Regions from separate parts of the Mus musculus genome. Here all the other regions are linked to region 4. Evidence: chromatin contacts called from public Hi-C and HiChIP or PLAC-seq data. All regions are on one chromosome and are shown on one strand. The core of a region is the stretch at or near the end of the contact, and the rest is flanking DNA. Distances in the headings are between cores, read along the strand shown. Region 1 has its middle 3.3 kb from the start of Gm25702. Region 2 has its middle 100 kb from the start of Gm25702. Region 3 has its middle 78 kb from the start of Gm25702. Region 4 holds the start of Myc (myelocytomatosis oncogene). Region 5 has its middle 39 kb from the start of 4930449C09Rik. Region 6 has its middle 52 kb from the start of Gm25702. Region 7 overlaps Gm20740 (predicted gene, 20740).

Region 1 (2,918 bases), core at 12-2,511, 1.5 Mb after region 4:
TAAAAGGTATGTTTGTCATCATACCCAGTGAGGTGACATAAGAATAGAGGTGAGCACAGGCTTTAAAGACATGTGGCGTGAGGTCCTCAAATTAGTCATCCCTTCTGAACTTGCTTTTATTCAGCCCTAACAAGGAAAGGATAATAATAAGATTTCCATGAAAATAAGAGTCAATGTTCACAAAGTGTCTCAAATATAGTAAGGCATTCAGTAAATGGGAACAGCTGTAATTACCATAATGATCACCTTGGACCATATCAGAATTTAGATGAGAATGTCCCCGCAAAGAATCATGGTCTCCATTTGGTGGTGTTTTGTGGGCAAGTTTAAGAGGTATAGACTTGTTGGAGGAAGTATGTCATTGGAGGTAGGTATAAGGGGTTTAAAAGCCCATGCCATGTGCCATTGCTTTCTTTTTGCTTGTGCTTTCTTTTACTGATGTAAGCTCTGAACTTCCTGATCCAGCTTCCATCCTTCCACTCTGCCATCCTAGACTCTTACCTCTCTGGAACAGAAAGTACAATAAACTCTTTCTTCTATAACTTACCTTGATCATGGTGTTTTATCACAGCAAGAGGAAAGTAACTCCTACAGTTGTACAGAGAAATGGTAGTTTTCCACCAATGTCTTTAAAACCTCAAAGGAATGTGGAAACATTCTGAAGAGAAAGGAGGCGGTAAAAAGAAAAGAAAGTGTATACAACTTAAATATCAACTAAGATCTGAAACATTTATTTACTTATTGCACGAGGCTGTCCCAACAACTCAACATAGAAGATCTACACTTGTTTCTCAAAAGTTAAATTGACTACTTTGTTGTAATTTACCAGACAGTGTAAAGTAGCTCTCCAAGATCCCAAACCCAGCAAATAGACATATCCCATATCCATGGCAATCGGGAGTCTATTCACAGATATATGAATGGATGGTCCCTGTTTTTTAAATATCATAGTATATATTGGTCAAGTATTCTGTTGATATCGGACCACGGAGGCCTCAAAGAAATAGGGGAGGAGCTGATTCTGCCCCAGTTTCTGGCTCTCACTAAAACTAGTTCACTAGCACTATCCGGTTCTTGGTCACTCCACTTCAGAAATGTAGCAACAAAGTCTCCATGATTTCTAAAGTTCTTTTCAGCTCCAACATTTAATGATGATTCTTCTCCCTTCCCCCAAAGAACTCTGCCGGCAATACAGAGCAAAGACACTGAACATATGTAGGAGAGTCACTCCATTTATATTAAATTCCACATTCCTGCAGGGCTATGTAATGTCTGCTGCCCTTCAGTCGACTCCACACACCAATGTTTGTTTACAGTCACCGGGGCATGAAAGGCTATTTTTAAACCTGGCTTTTCATGTAAGAAGGTTAAAACTCAAACTGAATTTGATTTGTTGAAGAACTCAAATCCTCAGGATTATAGCAGGAAGAAAGAGAAATGTAAGTCACTTTAATTACCCTTTGACTCTTCTCTCCCAACTCCCACCCCCATAATTCTGCTAACAAAGATACTATTGGTTAAGCTGACGGTATCCAGGGCAGAAAAGCCTTTGCATTGGCTGCTGATAACCAAGGATCCTTGAGTTGTTTACTTTACATTTTCTTTGGAAACACCATGAAAACTCTTAGAAGGCAGCTGGCTAGGAAGGCAACAAATCCAGAGATATGCACAGCTGGCTATAGTAAAGCATCCAGAAGTTTTATTCAGCTGAGATTTTAATGTCAGGTTCTCCTTTAGCAAACACAGGCTTTGAAATCACACACATGTCAATCCCCAACTTACTAGTAACGTGGCAGAAAGCCTGGCTCACTCTGTCACTAACAAGAGGTTTTTTTTTTTTTTGTTTTGTTTTGTTTTTTTTTCCTGGACTTTGTTTTTCACGTGGAATCCATCTGTCTACTCCAGCATACAACATCAGTTCCCAGAGAGATGAGATTGGTTGGCCATCTCTTGTGGTTCTCCCCCTATTGCTAGCGCCTGGAAAATGTTTCGCTCATAATAGTTTACATATTGCGTAGCTCACTGAGGTGTCCAATCCTAGAGCATTTACTTCCCAGAGATTTCAACAAGCTTTGTAGAGGGCTACTGCATAATCATGTGAGGCATGATTACTGATGAAAGTGGGGTCTGTTTGAGGAGATGATAAAAATACTCTAGAAATGGCTGTATGACTCTGTGAATATAATAAAACTATTGGGTTGTGTTCTTTAAGTGTTTGTCTTAGTAAGTTAGCTACCTCTCAACATGGCTATTTTTTTAAAAGAACCTTCTTTACCACCCCAAATTGAACAAATCAACAAATACCCATATTTAGACCAGAAATTGACATTTATGACTTGAGTAAGTGGTTGAATATCTGGTAACTGAATGAACTGGAGAAAGGGATGATGAAGAAGGAATAGTGTGTCCCATTCAGGAATATAAAATTGTTATCTTCTAATTTCTCTATCTCTAGCTCTCTCTGTCTCTGTCCCTCTGTTCTCTGACTCTGGCTGTCTCTGTGTCTCAGTCTATGTTCCTGTCTATCTCTGTCTCTCTACCTGTCTGTCTATCTCCCTACCTGTCTCTCTGTCTCTTTCTGTTTCTCCATGTCTCTTTCTCTCTATCTCTCTTTGTCTCTCTTGTGTCTCTCTCTGTCTCTCTTGTGTCTGTTTCTGTCTTTCTGTCTCTCTGTCTCTGTCTCTGTCTCTCTCTCTCTCTCTCTCTCTCTCTCTCTCTCTCTCTCTCTCTCTCTTTTTCTCTTTCTCTGACATACAACTTTAACATCTTTCCTGCCCAGCCAGCTACTATGGAGACTTAAAAGCAGATGACCCATCTTATCAAATGATTTTTAATAAAGGTTTCTTTGCTGAATACCAAGCATAAAGAGTGAGTCTAAAATGGGCATGGGAAGTCAAAAATCCTGAGGCACTTAAATT
Region 2 (2,931 bases), core at 181-2,680, 1.6 Mb after region 4:
AAACCCTTTCTCAGAAAACAAAACAAAATAAAACAAAACAAAACAGTGAGAACTTTATCCTGAAGATAATAGGGATTTATTTAAGAAATAGAAATATTATATAGATCCATCCACTTTTTCCTTGAGCATTCATTTATTCATATGATAAATACCTCTATTTGTTGTATTGTTATTTTAGTTTTAAGTGGTAAAAGTAAAAAAAAAAAAACATAGTCTTTATTCAGCATAAGGTTACAAGTCTAATGCGGGCTTTTTAAATGTTCTGAATGGACTACTTCAAACTCTCTGGACTTCAGATTCTTCCTTTGTACAATAACAGCAGTAGATGCTAAAAAATTCTTCCTGGGAAAGTCTGAAAGATCTGTGAGAATTGATTCTATGAATGCTTGGCAGGAAGCTTTATCATTCAGTGTTTAAAAGGAGGAACTGTGAAGGTAAAAGGCTCAGTTGTTCAAAGGCAAGCTCCACCACCAGTCATTACTGTCTTTCACCAAATACTTAACTTTTCTTAACTTAAATAGCTTTGTCTCTAAAGAAAGATTATCAATATCTACCTTGAGGGAATCCTGCAAGTATTCAGTATGAAAATAATGTGAACAACCCAAAGCAAAGCTTAGTATAAATACTTAATACATGACAGGAAGGACCTATTAACCAGCATATGTATATGAATTCTGTACACTTACATTCATGTCTTTATGTTTGTGTTTATATATTACATAATAGTATACTATAGTTCATTTATAAATATGTGAAATTTTTTCTTTCATACATATTGACTACTATTAGGGTTAGGTTATTAACATTAAGATGCATATTAGGTAATTTTTAAAAATCTAAGATTCCTGATATACACCAAGAGGCCAAAATCACCTTGAGAGAGTATAATTTGTTTTTCTCAAAGAGCGCCCTTGGTATATCTTGCTATATATTGAGAAATGGCTTAGAACAATTTATAAATGTCTGATTATTCAATGAATACATTGCAAATATCCCACGATTGTGAATTGGATTTGCTAGATGCATGCTTAAATTGATATTTTAATGTAATTTAATGTAAATGTTAATATAATAAATATTAATCCAAGCCAAACATTGACTAATTTATGAAAGTCGACTTTCCAGAAAGATGCAATGATTTGCAATTGCTTAGTACATATGAAATATTTATGTATCATGTCCTACCTGGAGAAATTAAAGCACTCTGTGCCCCTGAGTGATCTTTTCAGCTGAAGATATGCTAATAGCACCACAGTTGCTGAAAGGACTAGGCAGAATAGAGGCAGAGAAATCTCTCTTATGCCCTATGTGGTCTCAGATCTTCCTTTAGCCAATAGGAGACAAAAGTCGGCTACATAAGCATAAGGAAAAGACTTAAACTGGCTGGCACAAGAGGCTGATGCAACCACACAGCTGTATTAGTTACCTTTCCGGTGCTGTGATGAAATGCGACTTATGGAAGTAAGCTAATTCAGGCGTAGGGTTTCAGAGGAATAAGGGTCCATCATTTAAGAAAGCCATGAAAAGTGGCAAACAAGTCACAAGAACAGGAAAATGAGAGCGCACATCTTCAACCACAAGTAAAAAGCAGACAGTGAGCTAATGGCATGAGGCTTTAACCTCTCAAAGCCAAGTCCCTAGCAATGAAAATATAGGACTGCTTAAAACTGGCTGGAAAAAAAAATAAACAAAGCTGGCTGAGACAACCACTAAATTCATTATAAAGGGATCTCTGTGTCATTAGCTTGATTAGAGTTACTCCAGGATATTTTGTACTACTTGTGGCTATCGTGAAATGTATTATTTCCCTGATTTCTTTCTTAGCCCATTTGTCATTTGTGTATAGGAGGGCTACTGATTTTCTTAAAGTTAATCTTGTATCCAGTTATTTCACTAAAGGCATACATCAGCTCTTGGAGTTCCCTGGTAGAATTTTGGGTTTGTTTATTTATACTATCATAACATCTGCAAATAGTGATACATTGACTTCTTCATTTCCAATTTGTATCTCTTTGATCTCCTTCAGCTATCTTACTGCTCCTGCTAGAACTACAGTTATTATATTGATTAGATATAGAGAGATTAGACAGCCTTGTGTTGTTCCTGATTTTAGTGAGGTTGCTTTGAGATACTCTCCATTTAATTTGGTATTTACTAAAGGCAATTTATTTCCCATATATCACTAATATCTCCAAGTCTTTCATTATTAAAGATTCTTGGATTTCATGAAAGGCTTTTTCAGCATCTAATGAAATGATCCTGTCAGTTTTTTCTTTTAGTTTGTTTATATAGTGGATTGCATTGGTGGATTTTCTTCTCTTAAAAAGAAGAAGAAGAATGAATTTATGAAATTCCTAGGCAAATGGATGGACCTGGAGGGCATCATCCTGAGCGAGGTAACACATTCACAAAGGAACTCACACAATATGTACTCACTGATAAGTGGATATTAGCCCAGAAACTTAGGATACACAAGATATAAGATACAATTTGCTAAAAGCATGAAATTCAAGAAGAATGAAGACCAAAGTGTGGACACTTTGCCCCTTCTTAGAACTGGGAACAAAACACCCATGGAAGGAGTTACAGAGACACAGTTTGGAGCTGAGACAAAAGGATGGACCATCTAGAGACTGCCATATCCAGGGATCCATCCCATAATCAGCCTCCAAACGCTGACACCATTGCATACACTAGCAAGATTTTGCTGAAAGGACCCAGATATACAGATATAGCTGTCTCTTGTGAGACTATGCCGGGGCCTAGCAAACACAGAAGTGGATGCTCACAGTCAGCTATTGGATGGATCACAGGGCCCCCAATGGAGGAGCTAGAGAAAGTACCCAAGGAGCTAAAGGATCTGCAGCCCTATAGGTGGAACAACATTATGAACTAACCAGTACCCCGGAGCTCTTGACTCTAGCTGCATAT
Region 3 (2,937 bases), core at 348-2,847, 1.6 Mb after region 4:
AAAGCTGGCTATTGTGTAAGACTTTAGTCTGACTCATTTTTAGGCCCTGCTTTCCCAGGTTCATGCTGCTAACTAGATGGATAAACATACCACCACATCCAGTGTATGCAGTGCTCGGGATCAAAACATTGGGCCACATGAGGCTGTCACTCCGATAACTCAGCTATATTCCCAGCCCAAATAAATAACACTGAGTAAGAAAAGGGAGGGTTTTTTTTCTCTCTTATGCTGTTTCTTTGTAGCAAACTTCTAGGAATTTTTAAAGTTGTTGATTTAATAATTCACAGTCCATAATGATTACTCCTCAACCATATGAGTTCTGATCTATACAAGGTGATTAGACAATTTGCAAGAATGAGGAAGAGTGGTTTGGACCTTTGGGAAGTGAAATTTAGAATTTATTGTTCTGAATTCACCCCCCCCCCAGGTAAATAATGATTACATGGTAATAAATTGTGTGATTGTGTTTATTCTGTGCCTGAGGTCAGGAAGTGCTATGAAACAGAGGCTTCTGGGTAGGACTATGGCAGTGAGAAGCAGCAGGAACTACCAGTGAGGAACAGTTCTCATGGAAGAATTCAAGATGATGCAGAGGCCTTGGATTCAGTCCACTTTCAGCTGTTACTATGAGTGATGAAGAAAGATACAGCACATTACCCACAGCTTACAAGTAGAAGACCAGAGCATTCCCAACTGTATCCAAGGAGTGTACTCTCAGATCTATCTAACAGAATGAGGTAAATGAAGCTCACATTTATTGAGAATAAATGAACATAGCTAGGTGGCATTCTATTTAGCAGCTTGCACTTAGAGTTGTACCTTCAATGAGGCAGTGTCCTTGCTGGGCTGGGTTCAGGAAACCAGAGTCAGATTGTTTGGGCTTAAATCCAAGCTGTAGGATATCCTCTGCCCTTGACCTTGAGTTCTCCCACACTTAGTCATAGTGACTTCCTAAGGTTATAAGAAATCCATAAAGAGGCACACTGAAAGTACTATGATGGCATTAATTACAATACTGCATTTCAGGATCAGAAGTTATGTCATCCGCAAAAATGTGCTTCTCAGAAAACAAAAGCCAATCTTCATACTTTATAAAACCTTTAAAAAAACATACCTCATGTTAAATACCCCCACAGACTGAAACTGGATGTAAGAACACAATATTTAAGATAAGAAAGCGCAGGGGTTTGTCTAACTTTGCTACTCAGTAGCAAGAGTCCCTGAGCAAGTCTCAGGAGGCCTCTGGGTACAGTTTGCTGCTGCTTTAAATTATGCATACACTTCTCAAAGCTGACAGAGGAAATACTTGTGGAAAATGCACTGCAAACTTATCTACCAACAAAAACCACCATTGTTCATTTTTCTTGATGATTTAAAACTATTATTATATACATAGAGTAGTATAGGACAATATGATAAAGCGTTACCACATGGGGTAAATGTAAAAATTAACATTACTCCTCAGCTGGAGGGAAGGCTTCCTGCCCATCTCCTCCCTTCAGTGCTGGAATTTTATCTGCCTTGAAGTTGAGCAGGAAGTGGTTTGGTTTGCTTTGGTTTGATCATCCAACTACACATCATCCAAAAATAAGCCTTGTTTGCTTATTTGGGTCTTTGTTTCTTGCAGTGACAGAGAGGGTCCAGGCCTTAAACATGCTCAGCAAGTACTCTGTCCCAGAACTACACCCTTAGCCCGTAGAAATGGTTTGTTTGTTTGTTTGTCTGTTTGTTTGTTTGTTTGTTTTTTAGTGAAAAATGTAAGAGAATGCCAGAGGACAACCTAACTTACTGCTGCAAATTTTCAAAATCATTATAACCTCTAACTCCATTCCAAACACTTACTCTTACACCAACAGGTAACTGTAGCTTTCACTGTCATCAAATAAGCTTTTTATTGGAACTGCTAGAGACCATCACAGAAATCCACATCTATTCACACATATCATGACTGGTCTACGTGGACAGAGCAATGATGGGGTCCCAACCCTACAATAAACACCAGCCCCTAAGGCTTAGGGAACATCAGGGAAGAGGCAGGTAGAAACATAATAAGAGCCAAAGGGACAGGACACAAACTGTAAGGGTGTGTCTTTTATACATAACAGGGAGGCTCCAGTCTAGAAAACTCAACAATATGGTCACCTAATCAAGATCAAAACAATGGCAACATCTGGTGACTTTCAGCATAATGGAGTAAATCTCACAAGGCTCCACTCCTAGATGAAAAGCTACAGACAATGGCTGCTGAGAGAAGCTATCATTTTCCACAGTTGAGTCCTCTAACAGGTTATTCAATCCTAAACTATTTCCTCTCATTACACACACACACAGAGTACACATACATATACATATGCACATATATGAGCAACACTAAATAGATTGAGCAGGTTGTATCTATATATACATATCTGTGAATGTGTGTGTGAATGTGTGTATATATGTGTGCATGTATGTGTATATATATGTGTATGTGTGTATATGTATGTATATGTGGGCATGTTATGTATATGTGTATATGTGTGTGTGTATATGCATATATATATATATGTGTGTGTGTGTGTGTGTGTGTGTGTGTGTGTGTGTGTGTGGATGTGTGTGGATGTGTGGATATCTGTGTTTATGTGTGTGTGTGAATGTGTATATGTATGTGTGTATGTGTGTGTGTGTGTGTGTGTGTGTGTCTGTGTGTGTATGTGTCTGTGTCTGTGTAAAAGAAGAGGTCATAAATTTTAAAGGGGGGGACAAAGAGTCAGAATAAAGAAAGAGAGGGATGGAAATAATGTAATACAGTACTCATTTATAAAATTCTCAAAAGTTTAAAGTTTTTTATTTAAAGTGATAAACAGACAACAAAGGAGATATCTGGCTCATGGATATGTAGGTATAAGGATAGAAAGCAATTAAGATATCATAAAATTGAGCTCCAGATAGCCGGCC
Region 4 (3,175 bases), core at 449-2,948:
ATTCAACAGCTGAATCCTAAATTGCAAACTCAGTGGCTAATAACAACTTTGAACAATGAGCACCTTATACACGCTACTGTATTTTCTTTTCTTTCTTTTTTTTTTTTTTTTTTTTTTTTAAACCGGGTAGCAGTGAGAGAGGTTTCTTTAAGTGCCTTGGGGCGAGGAGTCCGGAATAAGAAGACTTCTTTGGGTTTTAAAGTGTAGGATAAGCAAATCCCGAGGGAATATGCATTATATAATAAATCTAGAACCAATGCACAGAGCAAAAGACTCATGTTTCTGGTTGGTTAATAAGCTAGATTATCGTGTATATATAAAGTGTGTATGTATACGTTTGGGGATTGTACAGAATGCACAGCGTAGTATTCAGGAAAAAGGAAACTGGGAAATTAATGTATAAATTAAAATCAGCTTTTAATTAGCTTAACACACACATACGAAGGCAAAAATGTAACGTTACTTTGATCTGATCAGGGCCGACTTTTTTTTTTAAGTGCATAATTACGATTCCAGTAATAAAAGGGGAAAGCTTGGGTTTGTCCTGGGAGGAAGGGGTTAACGGTTTTCTTTATTCTAGGGTCTCTGCAGGCTCCCCAGATCTGGGTTGGCAATTCACTCCTCCCCCTTTCTGGGAAGTCCGGGTTTTCCCCAACCCCCCAATTCATGGCATATTCTCGCGTCTAGCGCCTTGATTTTCCCCACCCCAGCTCCTAAACCAGAGTCTGCTGCAAACTGGCTCCACAGGGGCAAAGAGGATTTGCCTCTTGTGAAAACCGACTGTGGCCCTGGAACTGTGTGGAGGTGTATGGGGTGTAGACCGGCAGAGACTCCTCCCGGAGGAGCCGGGTAGAGCGCACCCGCCGCCACTTTACTGGACTGCGCAGGGAGACCTACAGGGGAAAGAGCCGCCTCCACACCACCCGCCGGGTGGAAGTCCGAACCGGAGGTGCTGGAGTGTGTGTGTGGGGGGGGGGGGGAATCTGCCTTTTGGCAGCAAATTGGGGGGGGGGGTCGTTCTGGAAAGAATGTGCCCAGTCAACATAACTGTACGACCAAAGGCAAAATACACAATGCCTTCCCCGCGAGATGGAGTGGCTGTTTATCCCTAAGTGGCTCTCCAAGTATACGTGGCAGTGAGTTGCTGAGCAATTTTAATAAAATTCCAGACATCGTTTTTCCTGCATAGACCTCATCTGCGGTTGATCACCCTCTATCACTCCACACACTGAGCGGGGGCTCCTAGATAACTCATTCGTTCGTCCTTCCCCCTTTCTAAATTCTGTTTTCCCCAGCCTTAGAGAGACGCCTGGCCGCCCGGGACGTGCGTGACGCGGTCCAGGGTACATGGCGTATTGTGTGGAGCGAGGCAGCTGTTCCACCTGCGGTGACTGATATACGCAGGGCAAGAACACAGTTCAGCCGAGCGCTGCGCCCGAACAACCGTACAGAAAGGGAAAGGACTAGCGCGCGAGCAAGAGAAAATGGTCGGGCGCGCAGTTAATTCATGCTGCGCTATTACTGTTTACACCCCGGAGCCGGAGTACTGGGCTGCGGGGCTGAGGCTCCTCCTCCTCTTTCCCCGGCTCCCCACTAGCCCCCCTCCCGAGTTCCCAAAGCAGAGGGCGGGGAAGCGAGAGGAGGAAAAAAAAATAGAGAGAGGTGGGGAAGGGAGAAAGAGAGATTCTCTGGCTAATCCCCGCCCACCCGCCCTTTATATTCCGGGGGTCTGCGCGGCCGAGGACCCCTGGGCTGCGCTGCTCTCAGCTGCCGGGTCCGACTCGCCTCACTCAGCTCCCCTCCTGCCTCCTGAAGGGCAGGGCTTCGCCGACGCTTGGCGGGAAAAAGAAGGGAGGGGAGGGATCCTGAGTCGCAGTATAAAAGAAGCTTTTCGGGCGTTTTTTTCTGACTCGCTGTAGTAATTCCAGCGAGAGACAGAGGGAGTGAGCGGACGGTTGGAAGAGCCGTGTGTGCAGAGCCGCGCTCCGGGGCGACCTAAGAAGGCAGCTCTGGAGTGAGAGGGGCTTTGCCTCCGAGCCTGCCGCCCACTCTCCCCAACCCTGCGACTGACCCAACATCAGCGGCCGCAACCCTCGCCGCCGCTGGGAAACTTTGCCCATTGCAGCGGGCAGACACTTCTCACTGGAACTTACAATCTGCGAGCCAGGACAGGACTCCCCAGGCTCCGGGGAGGGAATTTTTGTCTATTTGGGGACAGTGTTCTCTGCCTCTGCCCGCGATCAGCTCTCCTGAAAAGAGCTCCTCGAGCTGTTTGAAGGCTGGATTTCCTTTGGGCGTTGGAAACCCCGGTAAGCACAGATCTGGTGGTCTTTCCCTGTGTTCTTTCTGCGTCTTGAATGTAGCGGCCGGTTAGGACAGTCTTTCTTCCATTCCTGTGCTTTTGACACTTTTCTCAAGAGTAGTTGGGGTAGGCTGGGGTAGATCTGAGTCGGGGTAGAGCGACTTGTCAAGATGACAGAGGAAAGGGGAAGGGAAAAACCGGGATGCATTTTGAAGCGGGGTTCCCGAGGTTACTATGGGCTGACGCTGACCCGGCCGGTTGGACATTCTTGCTTTGCTACATTAATTGATATGTGTCCTTTGAGGGGTCAAACCGGGAGGTCGCTTCGTGGTGGCCAAAGAAAGCCCTTGGAATCCTGAGGTCTTTGGAGAAGGGATTACCTTTTGCGTTTGGGAGCGAGAAGGCTCCGTAGCTTCTGACTTACCAGTCTCTGAGAGGGCATTTAAATTTCAGCTTGGTGCATTTCTGACAGCCTGGGACCGACACGGAGGTGCGTCCCGCCCGCCAATCCCCGGCGGCGATCGCAACCCGTCCCTGAGCCTTTTAAGAAGTTGCTATTTTGGCTTTAAAAATAGTGATCGTAGTAAAATTTAAGCCTGACCCCCGCGGCACTAGGACTTGATGTTGGGCTAGCGCAGTGAGGAGAAGCAAAATTGGGACAGGGATGTGACCGATTCGTTGACTTGGGGGAAACCAGAGGGAATCCTCACATTCCTACTTGGGATCCGCGGGTATCCCTCGCGCCCCTGAATTGCTAGGAAGACTGCGGTGAGTCGTGATCTGAGCGGTTCCGTAACAGCTGCTACCCTCGGCGGGGAGAGGGAAGACGCCCTGCACCCAGTGCTGAATCGCTGCAGGGTCTCTGGTGCAGTG
Region 5 (3,092 bases), core at 270-2,769, 1.7 Mb after region 4:
AAGGGGAGAACGGATGGGATAGGAAGTTTCCAGAGCAGAAACAGGGAAAGGGGATAACATTTGAAATGTAAATAAGTTACAGAGACGAAGTTTGGAGCTGAGACAAATGTATGGACCATCTAGAGACTGCCATATCCAGGGATCCATCCCATAATCAGCCTCCAAACGCTGACACCATTGCATACACTAGTAAGATTTTGCTGAAAGGACCCTGATATAGCTGTCTCTAGTGAGACTACACCGGGGCCTAGCAAACACAGAAGTGGATGCTCACAGTTAGCTATTGGATGGATCACAGGGTCCCCAATGGAGGAGCTAGAGAAAATACCCAAGGAGCTAAAGGGATCTGCAACCCTATAGGTGGAACAACATTATGAACTAACCAGTACCCCAGAGCTCTTGACTCTAGCTGCATATATATCAAAAGATGGCCTAGTAGGCCATCACTGGAAAGAGAGGCCCATTGGACTTGCAAACTTTATATGCTCCAGTACAGGGGAATGCCAGGGACAAAAAGTGGGAATGGGTAGGTAGGGGAGTGGGGTGGAGGGTATGGGGGGCTTTTGGGATAGCATTGGAAATGTAAATGAGGAAAATACCTAATTAAAAAAAAGAAATGTAAATAAATAAAATATCCAATTAGAAAAATTGGGGGGGAGCATTCTCTTCAATGCCTGATGCCTAACTCACAAACACACACAACATAATATTGTGGGCTGGGAGGCAGATGAGGGTTAATACCTCATTTTTCTGCTTTTAAACCAGCACGTAGACTAATTAGGTACTCAGGCACTCAGAAACAAGAGACCATGAGATAAGACAATCAACTGCTTTGGTGAGTGGGGAGAAGGGATAGGATAGGGGGTTTCTGAAGGGGAGTCCTGGAAAGGGGAAAACGTATGAAATGTAAATAAGGAGAAGAAGAAGAAGAAAAAGACACCTTGTTTGGAGTGTCTCTGTTATCTGAAGTTAGGAATGTGGGAGGAGAGGGGCTTCCCTGGAGATAGTGGTACTGGGCACCTTCATGAGTGAGACAGATGGTGTGCCAGGGCAGACATGGGCTGGAGGTCTAGATCTGGGATCACTTATAATAAGATGGTGGTCACACACAAGTGCAGTGTGTATCCAGAAAGGGCTGGAAATAATGAGAACAAGCGTCAGGGCCAACAGACAGAGAACCGTCTCCCAGAGAGTCCATGAAGAGCTCTCAAAAGATGACAAGACTCTGCCATTGCTGAGACAGGGCTGAGAGAAGAAAGAAAAGCTGGCCCACAACCATTCCAGAAATGTCAACGGAAAAAGGCGGTCTTTTGGAGGTCTGTGTTTTCCAGGTTCCCAGCCCTGGTCCAAAACGTTATCTTCAAACCACCATTTACTCCCAAGACCCTTCTCCGACCCTCGTCCTTCCTCTGCTATTTATGTTGCTGCTGTGGTTTTCCTTTCTGACCCTTCTCATTGAAACTTTGAAAGAAAAGGGGAAGAAAGCCAGGATGCCTCTCACTGAGTCAGGGTTAGCAGTAGGTGACAGCTTTGACCCTGTGTGTTCTCTGGGGAGACAGCATGAGGCCATAGGAAGACCAGAGGCTTCACTTCCTACCCATGACGTAAACAAGTCCATAACTTCTCAGTACCCTTGTTTCTCATTTATTTGTATCAAATACACACACACACACACACACACACACACACACACACACACACACACACATAAACACACACATGTAAACACACAAATTTCTGTTCAGTGTTGTGCCCAGTGCAGTAAGATTGTGAACATGAAGGCCATACCTAGTGCATACTACATAGCCCATAGATGTGCATTTCTGTTCCTTTGAGCAAGTTGTACAGCTGTGCAAAGATACAGCTGTTCCAGACCTCTGTGCTTTTACAACAAAAAGAGGACAGAATCAAATGGCATTCATCTTGCATGTTTATTGGGAGTATGAACATAAAAGCTCCGGGGCATTTTCAACATAGGCATCTCTGAACTTCTGGGTTGTTGGATTTTTTGTTTTTGTTTTTGTTTTTGTTTTCCCCCTTCTTACTTGGTTCTCTTACTGGAGAAGTCAGAAACAAAAGAGCTAGAATTCTAGTGTTGTCATGTGCCAGGAGATGTTGTTGTTATTTTTTTACATCCCAACCACAGTTTTCCGTCAAGGCTGAACAAAGCAACCAGTAAGAAGGAAAGGGTCCCAAAAGCAGGCAAAAGAATCAGAGACAGCCCCTGCTCCCACTGTTAGGTGTCCCACAAGAAGATGAAGCTATACAATCTTACCATATATGCAGAGGGCCTAGGTCAGTCCCATGCTGGCCAGGAGATGTCTTTTAATGGATGCATGAATGGATGGATGATGGGAAGACAGGAGGATGAAGGGCATTGTCTTAGCTAGGTTTTCTATTTTTATGATAAAACACCATGAACAAAAACAACATAGGGAGGAAAGGGCTTGCTCATTTCATTTACAGATCCACGTTAGAGTTTAAAGCTGAGGAAAATCAGGGCAGGAGCCTGGAGGCAGAGACTGAAGCAGAAGCTTAAAGGAGAACTGGCTTGCTTCCCAGGGCAAGCTCAGCCTGCTTTCTTGTATAGTAATGGGGTATGGGGGCAGGGCACTGGGCCCTCCCATGTCAATCACCAATCAAGAAAATCTACCACAAGCCAATCTACTAGGGGCATTTATTTTTTTCAATGGAGGATCCCAAATGACTGTAGCTTATATCAAGCTAACATAAAATTAACCAGCACAGATGTGTCCAGGGACATGAATAGATTCTTACACATACAGAATCGCCTTACTCAAGCTGCTTCAGTTGTACCATGATCTCCTGAGAAACTAGAGCCACAAAAATAGAATCTCAGGGGCCTAAAGACTATGAAAAATCTTTGCTCCTTGTTTTGTGCACTCACAAACTAGACATTCTTGGCCAAGTCCTGTTTAGAAATGGTTGTATAGCCTGAGAAAATTGGATTTGACTTGCCATGTAGAATTCTGTTAACACAGTTATATAAACATAGCTCTTTATTAATCTAAATTACTGGCCTTCAGGCTGAGTTTATTTTATTTGCACACAAGATCTTCCATCCCTGGGAA
Region 6 (3,223 bases), core at 205-2,704, 1.5 Mb after region 4:
CACTGGAAATCTGAGATTGGAAGGGTGAAAGGTAGGACAGCAGGAGAGGTAGAAGAGAGTAGGGAGAAACTACACCACCATTTCCCCTTGTCCCCAACTAAAAGACCTAAGTACATGTCACTGTTGCCGTTTATTGCCCTTACCAAGAGCAGTTCAAGTTTGTTTTTTAAGACTTGCTGTCACCTAGAGAGAGAGAGAAAGAGAGAGAGAGATTGAGAGAGAGAGAGAGAGAGAGAGAGAGAGAGAGAGATCTGCACATTCCTGCTGCATTGGACACCCCTCAGAGCTTTACTAATGGACCAAACCCCAGGGCAAACTAGGATTCTCCATGGTCAGCCACTACTACTACTTCATCCCCAAAGAGGACCCTTGACATGAATGACGCAGGCTCTTCTCAAAGTCAGGCAGACTCAGCTTGTCAAAGTCCCAAGTGTCCCTCACAAGACTTATTTGCCCTTTCCCTGACCCCCTGGACTGCATTTGCCCTTTGATACTTGGCCTTGGCTGGGTCTTCAACTGGGTTATGTGTCAGGGCATCCTGACCTAGTAGTCACCATAGCATCCCAAGAACTCTGCCTGACCCATCTGGGAGCATCTGGGGCCATGAGCTTTTAACTGAGTGTCCACGAGCCAGAGGAGACACCTAACTCACAAGCAAAACTGCAGGTACAAAAGAAGGGCATGGCCCCAACCCTAACACCCTGGAGACACTCAGCTTCCATATACACCTTTACCTGGCTCCCAAAGAAACCTCACCCTTGAGATCAGGGAGAAGATTATTGATAAGTGTAGTATGTGTAAATTAGGCAGAAGTAAAACAAATTGGTAGCAGGAAAATAGAATGTTTATTTAAAGAAAAAAAAAAGGCAGAAAGGAAGACTGTGTAGCCTCTGAGTTTAACCAGATGATTCTAATTCCAACTCTGCTATCTCTGTCTCCATCTTTTTTCAGCAGCGGCTTCCCAGAGCACAGTATCCAACTCCTTGCTCCCTTCCTTCCCCCACAGTTTACACCCTTCCACTGCCAAGTTGCATCCCTCTGCCAAGCAGCACGCCCAGCATAAGCTCTTTACAGGAAAACTCCATGCAGGTCCAGTCCTTGGGAGCTCTTACTGATCATAAGGACTGTTAGCAGGCAAAGGCGCGTGCCCAATTAAAAGATGGCTTTCGTTCCAAGAGGAATACTCTGGCAAAGTCCCAAGCGCTTCGGAAGCCCCTCCCTTCGCTCTCCCACCCCAGCTTTGATGCTCTGATTATCCTATTGTCAGATCAATAGCCCATCTGCTCCTAGGAGTAGTCTAAGCCATCCTGTGTTAAATTAAAACAGATAGGATCAATCCGCGGTTAATTTCTCCCAACCAAACAATTTATCTCTCTTTTGGATGCTCTTGGAGGGTGAATTATATAATCCTGACACACCATTAAGGGCTCTCTGACCAAAGAAAGCCCGCCACAATGCCTGCCTGCTCTCTTTATTAGCGACTCAACAGTGTGACAAAAGCAAAGATTTATCTTAGTGTTATTTAGAACCAGCTTGAACCTTGAAAAGTCTGCCAGGACCCTGCCAGGGGAAAAAGACTCGGGAATATCATTGCATGTTAATTATCATGGAGGAGGAGCTGGATCCAAATTTGATAAGCTGAACATAAGCTCCTATTTCTGAAGACTCAATTGCCCCACTGAAGAGCAATTCTTTTCTGTTTAAGGTAAAACCTAAGACATCTGGTGCAAGAATGTCAAGGGAAACAGGATTTAAGCCCAAGTCGAAACACACTGAGGATGGGGGGGGGGGGAGACTTATTTTAACAATAGACTGTTTTTACTGGTACTTGCATATAATAACCTATTTAATGCTGATTGAAGTAAAATATATACATGGGGAATAAAAGAATAAGTGACCCTTGGAGATGGCATATTAAATGAACACTCCAGATTAATAACCATGAGGCATATGGAGTGAGAATATGAGCAGCAAAGCTGCTGCCCTCAGGTCTCTGTGTTCTGTGCAAACCCACTAGGCGCACATCTACTTATCTCCCTAAACCAGAAGGGCTTGACATTCCCATGACGCACTAAGTCAATGGCTAACACCTGATACAACCAAAAACTAGAAGTTTCTGCTTCGTGGCTTGAGCCAATGTCCAAACACTTGATAGAACAACTATTTTAGTACTGTTTTTGATATGGATTGAGTCCAAGGAATACCTGACTCCTGATCTTACCTTCTTTCCCTATATTGGGTTTCAGACCCAGAAAGGATGCTGAAGTGCCTATTTAACATGTCAAAGAGGACCTGGCTCCAGGTTCTCCCAGGATTCCTCAGTCCCTACATGTTACAAGCATGTCTGGCATACTGTGAAAACCATCTTTTAATTAAGCACAGTGCCTTTGCCTGTTAACAGTTCCTTCCAGTCCAGGGGCTGGGCTTCCCCTCTCCCAGAAGCTTCTCCTTATATAATCCACACACTGTGGTCTCCCATACGCCTCTGCATTTTCTCTCTCTCCCTGCTTGTACATGCTCTTTCTCGATTTCTCTTGCCCCTCCTTTCTGTCTCCCTTCCCATGGCAACTTCTCTGGCCTTGTTCCTTGGGACCAGTAAATCTGCCCAAGATCTGCCTCCCAATAAACCTGCCTTTATATATTTTAATTTGGCTTGAATTGGCTTGTTTCACTGGTAGAGAATAACTTATCAGTATTTACTTATTTGTTTATGATAGTTTGAGACTAATTTTCACTATGTACTACATACTGAATTCAAACTCATGATCCTTCTGGCTCAGCCTTGCACATGTTGAGATTCAGGGTATATAAGTGCCAGCATCCTCAGCCTAAACTCCTTGAACTCTCTTTTTCTTAATTGAAAATGAAATTTGCATACAATATATTCTGATCATACTTTTCCCTCTCCCAACTCCTTCCAGAACCTTCCATCTTCTAAGCCTCCCGACTCTGTGCCCTTTCTTCTTTTCTCTCCTAAACGTATACTCTTGACTCATTCCTGAAAGGAAAGAGGAACAATGGGAGACAATTTGGAAGATTTAGACAAATCTGGTCCATCGTTTGTACAATAAATCTAGTGCATGGTGGTTCTGCTCTTTGGAAATCATCTCTGCCATGGGGTGAGAGTGATAATAACCAACCAATGCCCACTAGTGACTTGTAATATGTCAGGCACTATTTTAGAACTTCAAACTCCAGTATTTTATAATGGAAAAAAAGGTGA
Region 7 (3,105 bases), core at 56-2,555, 1.5 Mb after region 4:
ACTTGTGCTCTTCACAAGAAGATAAGATGTACCCTACTATAGGAATGTGGTACAAGTTTCAGTAAAGCTGCAACATGATCCTACAAACAGACTCTGCATATCATTATAGACTCCTTAGGCCATTCTTCCCTGCTTGGCAAACTTTATAGAGCTCTTCCCTCCTTTATGATTCTATTCTGCCTAGTTTCCTTTGGTGACCTTCTCTGAATTACACACCACAGTCTCACTACACACCGTCCTACATACCCTGGAAATTCTCGCTGATTATGTTACCACCACTGGCTCATCTGTAGTTGGGTATCACAAAGAATTGTAAGCAGGTGTGGCAGGAATTTGAACAGATCATAACCAGAATTCTCAACACAGGGATATGTACCTGTGTTTACCAGAAGAACTTCATACCTTTTCCCTCAGGTGATGCCACTGTAGAGACTGGTCTTGTTTATATATGCAGTCTCAGACAGAGCTCAACACATAGCAAACCTCCAACAATTTTCCTGAGGAAATGGAGAACCAATTTTCTCTAACAGGGACACGTTCTTCACTCTGCCCACCTCGCCAGGGTGTTACAAATGTCAATTATTTGGAAAGTGCTGGGAAATTGTCTAATACTCTCCTGAGAAATATTGCTTCTCTGGGAAGAATGAGTCTAAATTAGAACACTGGCCTGTTCTCTCCTATCTCTACTTGCTTCAGTCTCATGATGTGTTAACACTTCCCAGAGCCTATGACAGGTTAGATGCTGAAGGCAGAATCCCAAGAGAAATTATAATGAGCATGCAGGTTACTTAGTATTATCAATGATGAAACCTGCAAGCGGTCTTTTCAAATCATCTGTTAATATTAGTTAAAGTATCAAACTATAACCTGAGTAACATTGTTAAAATATGTCTGAATTTTGGGTGATTTGGGATTTACTGACTTGAGCAGCTGGGTTGTTTTCTTTCTCAGTATTTTAACATCTCCTAGATGATGATATCATTTCTGAATCAGCTGTCCACACTGTGAACATCATAAATTGTGCCTGATAGAAAACTGTGCTAAGCTTCCCAGCAGCCCCTCCTCTGTCACTCTAATGTGACATTTGAGTGACAATTTAGAGACAAGTCATCTGCTTATCAACATAGAAGGAAAGAGAATCAGAGAAATCATGGCATGGTTAAGCTTCTGTTGTTTTTTCATGAGATTTGCAGGGTGCCTGAGATGTGAGGACACTCAGGTTGGATGACCTCAGGAGCCATCTCCATCCGGTTTGTATTTGCTTCATGGGAAGAGTCCATGAGTCATTTACTGATGTCTGCCAAGAAGGTAGGACACGGGAACAAAGCATTGATTCAGTTCCAGCCTGTTATTTTAACAAGTAGGTAACAGTGTAGTGGTAGCCTCATGGTCACAGGACAATCGCTGGTACATGTGATTCTGGCACTCACATCTTTCAATTTCTAGATCAGCTCTTCTCCCTATCACACAAATTGTTAGCACTCAAAGAATGATATGCCAGTAGGATCTCTGGTAAATTCCGTTTTTCTCAGTGCTTGGCAGATGTGTGGAAATGGTGTTCAAGACATTGGATTTTATTTGTCTTCCTGCTTATTCCTGAGAAGCCATGTCTTATTATAAAAAAATGTTGCACCTTCTCATGCTTTATGTACATCGTGTCTCTAAATTGTCATATGGTCCCCATTTGACTTTTCTCTGCATCATGGCTGTCCTTGCAATTCTTCTATGGCTGTACTTTTTCTCCAAGCCCCTCCTAATTAAAGGTACCTTTATGAAATTCTGATTGATTAGTCTCTAAACAAGATGTTTCCACCCAAACAGCAGCTGCACTTAGCAAAACTATGTCCTAAGTTCCATGTACAGCAAAGCATCTAAGAAGTGTTTACATAATTACATGCAGACCTTCATGCCTTCATAATGTAGGAACAAAATGGACTTTATAGCACCAACAGGTGCTACCTATTCTACTAGTTAAATAAGCTTCAAGAACTTTTATGGGTTATTCCCTGCTCTGAGTGCAAATTCCTAACTGTAGAAATGTGAGAAGCAAAGATGTACAGAACACAGTTTAGGACAGGCATTTGTGAAGGAGTTGACTTGAATCCAGAAGGCCATAAAGGGGTGATGCAAACTACCTTCTCCATTTCTGTGAATGAACTTTAACGGCCACCAAAGATCTTTTTAAAGGTTCAACTCCAAATGTAAGAATATTGCTTTGACAATACTGTAGAGACTAGAGATATAGAAACTAGTTAATACTTCTTAACAATATTCAAGATAGAAGGATATGGACTGCAAGCTGAGGCAAAAGTCATGGCAAAAGAAGGAACACATTCTGTATTTAGTAAATCTTTTCATTTTGCAGGTGAGAGGAATAATCACAACATCCAAGGAAACACACTCAAAGGATCTAAAGTCACGTGTGTTCAGTCAGTTTGACTATATCATGTATAATGTTTTAGATCACATTGATTATGGAGAACTTGGAAAATCTCTATGCCTATGGGATCTCACTCCAAACACTAAGGACTCCAATAATAATATGAAGCAAGGTTCTTTATTATCTTTTTACTATTTCTTTTCCTCTGCCTTGTCCCAGGTCTATGGCTCAGGATGAGTTTACTATGACTACTAAATAATTTCTTCTTTATTGCATTTACAGTTGGTATAAATGACCTTTTTGTCAGTGAGATCTTAGAGTTGTGTACCCAGAGGGAAGTGGTCCCTGACCACAGCATCAACAACAACATCTGCAGAAAGCATGTGGAGGACCACATTGTCTACAGACAAACAGAACACCTGTTTCCAGACATTGCTTTCAAGTCAGGTATTTTCCAGCCTTCTTTCAACAAACCCCTTTGGAGAAAGCCTTCTTCCTCTGTCATTTCTCCTCTGGCTGGTAGACACCCTCCTTAGCATCGTCGCAAGCAACCCCTTCAGAGCAATGTCACTTTGTCAGTGTGCTAGGGTCCTTAAGGGCTACTGTTCTCTCTGTTACAAAAATATAGTTCTGTTACAGAAAAAGATACAGAAGTAAGGTAACTGTTCATCTCCTTGGGTAATGACTTTATTCCTTCTGCTATGCGAATCTTATGAAACACTATA

What was found. A called contact is a pair of places that touch in the nucleus more often than the background predicts. HiChIP or PLAC-seq counts read pairs in DNA pulled down with a chosen protein or histone mark.
Region 1: a Hi-C map of Sertoli cells shows a contact between it and region 4, with 2.4 times the contacts expected there. The contact joins the enhancer-like site here to the promoter of Myc in region 4. A contact is called at or near these places in 7 of 39 promoter capture datasets (cranial neural crest, embryonic stem cells, frontonasal cranial neural crest and 4 more), 1 of 15 datasets of contacts at CTCF or cohesin (pro-B cells), 9 of 484 Hi-C or Micro-C datasets (Sertoli cells, cardiomyocytes, embryonic fibroblasts and 4 more), 13 of 115 datasets of contacts at active chromatin or transcription factors (the NIH/3T3 cell line, the SCID.adh cell line, acute myeloid leukemia and 9 more) and 3 of 9 other capture datasets (bone marrow-derived macrophages, embryonic stem cells and macrophages).
Region 2: an H3K4me3 HiChIP or PLAC-seq map of the SCID.adh cell line shows a contact between it and region 4, with 10 read pairs. The contact joins the enhancer-like site here to the promoter of Myc in region 4. A contact is called at or near these places in 13 of 39 promoter capture datasets (the 3T3-L1 cell line, the C10 cell line, the HPC-7 cell line and 9 more), 2 of 15 datasets of contacts at CTCF or cohesin (large pre-B cells and pro-B cells), 20 of 484 Hi-C or Micro-C datasets (the 3T3-L1 cell line, the AML12 cell line, the G1E-ER4 cell line and 16 more), 12 of 115 datasets of contacts at active chromatin or transcription factors (the 230-238 cell line, the SCID.adh cell line, T-cell acute lymphoblastic leukemia and 8 more) and 2 of 9 other capture datasets (liver and macrophages).
Region 3: a contact with region 4 is called in an H3K4me3 HiChIP or PLAC-seq map of the SCID.adh cell line, with 11 read pairs. The contact joins the enhancer-like site here to the promoter of Myc in region 4. A contact is called at or near these places in 4 of 39 promoter capture datasets (the 3T3-L1 cell line, hippocampal neurons, liver and 1 more), 1 of 15 datasets of contacts at CTCF or cohesin (the NIH/3T3 cell line), 1 of 484 Hi-C or Micro-C datasets (the C2C12 cell line), 10 of 115 datasets of contacts at active chromatin or transcription factors (the 230-238 cell line, DN3 thymocytes, the NIH/3T3 cell line and 7 more) and 1 of 9 other capture datasets (macrophages).
Region 5: an H3K4me3 HiChIP or PLAC-seq map of bone marrow-derived macrophages shows a contact between it and region 4, with 22 times the contacts expected there. The contact joins the enhancer-like site here to the promoter of Myc in region 4. A contact is called at or near these places in 13 of 39 promoter capture datasets (the C10 cell line, the HPC-7 cell line, cranial neural crest and 9 more), 3 of 15 datasets of contacts at CTCF or cohesin (the NIH/3T3 cell line, large pre-B cells and pro-B cells), 15 of 115 datasets of contacts at active chromatin or transcription factors (the 230-238 cell line, the SCID.adh cell line, SST interneurons and 11 more) and 1 of 9 other capture datasets (embryonic stem cells).
Region 6: a contact with region 4 is called in a Hi-C map of uterus, with 6 times the contacts expected there. The contact joins the enhancer-like site here to the promoter of Myc in region 4. A contact is called at or near these places in 4 of 39 promoter capture datasets (cranial neural crest, hippocampal neurons, liver and 1 more), 1 of 15 datasets of contacts at CTCF or cohesin (the NIH/3T3 cell line), 8 of 484 Hi-C or Micro-C datasets (the HL-1 cell line, the N1E-115 cell line, cerebellar granule neurons and 2 more), 15 of 115 datasets of contacts at active chromatin or transcription factors (the 230-238 cell line, the SCID.adh cell line, SST interneurons and 12 more) and 1 of 9 other capture datasets (adipose tissue).
Region 7: an H3K4me3 HiChIP or PLAC-seq map of the SCID.adh cell line shows a contact between it and region 4, with 11 read pairs. The contact joins the enhancer-like site here to the promoter of Myc in region 4. A contact is called at or near these places in 5 of 39 promoter capture datasets (the 3T3-L1 cell line, the C10 cell line, the HPC-7 cell line and 2 more), 1 of 15 datasets of contacts at CTCF or cohesin (large pre-B cells), 1 of 484 Hi-C or Micro-C datasets (Sertoli cells) and 14 of 115 datasets of contacts at active chromatin or transcription factors (the NIH/3T3 cell line, the SCID.adh cell line, acute myeloid leukemia and 11 more).

Annotation. Positions count from the first base shown.
Region 1 is chr15:63,483,145-63,486,062 of GRCm38.p6, forward strand. No RefSeq gene overlaps it. Among named protein-coding and RNA genes, the nearest start is that of Gm25702, 3.3 kb to the left of the region's middle. Within about 2 kb of position 1,262, at least 39 of the 459 cell types and tissues checked have an H3K27ac peak or open chromatin away from gene starts, as enhancers often do. A contact at or near this core is called in Sertoli cells, pancreatic cancer cells, second pharyngeal arch cranial neural crest and 1 more, where this site is marked.
Region 2 is chr15:63,583,466-63,586,396 of GRCm38.p6, forward strand. No RefSeq gene overlaps it. Among named protein-coding and RNA genes, the nearest start is that of Gm25702, 100 kb to the left of the region's middle. Within about 2 kb of position 1,431, at least 1 of the 459 cell types and tissues checked has an H3K27ac peak or open chromatin away from gene starts, as enhancers often do. A contact at or near this core is called in the SCID.adh cell line, where this site is marked.
Region 3 is chr15:63,557,979-63,560,915 of GRCm38.p6, forward strand. No RefSeq gene overlaps it. Among named protein-coding and RNA genes, the nearest start is that of Gm25702, 78 kb to the left of the region's middle. Within about 2 kb of position 1,598, at least 19 of the 459 cell types and tissues checked have an H3K27ac peak or open chromatin away from gene starts, as enhancers often do. A contact at or near this core is called in the NIH/3T3 cell line, the SCID.adh cell line and pancreatic cancer cells, where this site is marked.
Region 4 is chr15:61,983,643-61,986,817 of GRCm38.p6, forward strand. Myc (myelocytomatosis oncogene) reads left to right here and starts at 1,699. Exons shown (of 3, transcript NM_001177352.1): 1 at 1,699-2,309.
Region 5 is chr15:63,677,627-63,680,718 of GRCm38.p6, forward strand. No RefSeq gene overlaps it. Among named protein-coding and RNA genes, the nearest start is that of 4930449C09Rik, 39 kb to the right of the region's middle. Within about 2 kb of position 1,520, at least 29 of the 459 cell types and tissues checked have an H3K27ac peak or open chromatin away from gene starts, as enhancers often do. A contact at or near this core is called in the HPC-7 cell line, bone marrow-derived macrophages, hematopoietic stem and progenitor cells and 3 more, where this site is marked.
Region 6 is chr15:63,531,382-63,534,604 of GRCm38.p6, forward strand. No RefSeq gene overlaps it. Among named protein-coding and RNA genes, the nearest start is that of Gm25702, 52 kb to the left of the region's middle. Within about 2 kb of position 1,455, at least 28 of the 459 cell types and tissues checked have an H3K27ac peak or open chromatin away from gene starts, as enhancers often do. A contact at or near this core is called in the N1E-115 cell line, embryonic basal ganglia, embryonic cerebral cortex and 2 more, where this site is marked.
Region 7 is chr15:63,461,151-63,464,255 of GRCm38.p6, forward strand. The region is part of intron 1 of Gm20740 (predicted gene, 20740); the gene reads right to left. Among named protein-coding and RNA genes, the nearest start is that of Gm20740, 17 kb to the right of the region's middle. Within about 2 kb of position 1,306, at least 12 of the 459 cell types and tissues checked have an H3K27ac peak or open chromatin away from gene starts, as enhancers often do. A contact at or near this core is called in the SCID.adh cell line, where this site is marked.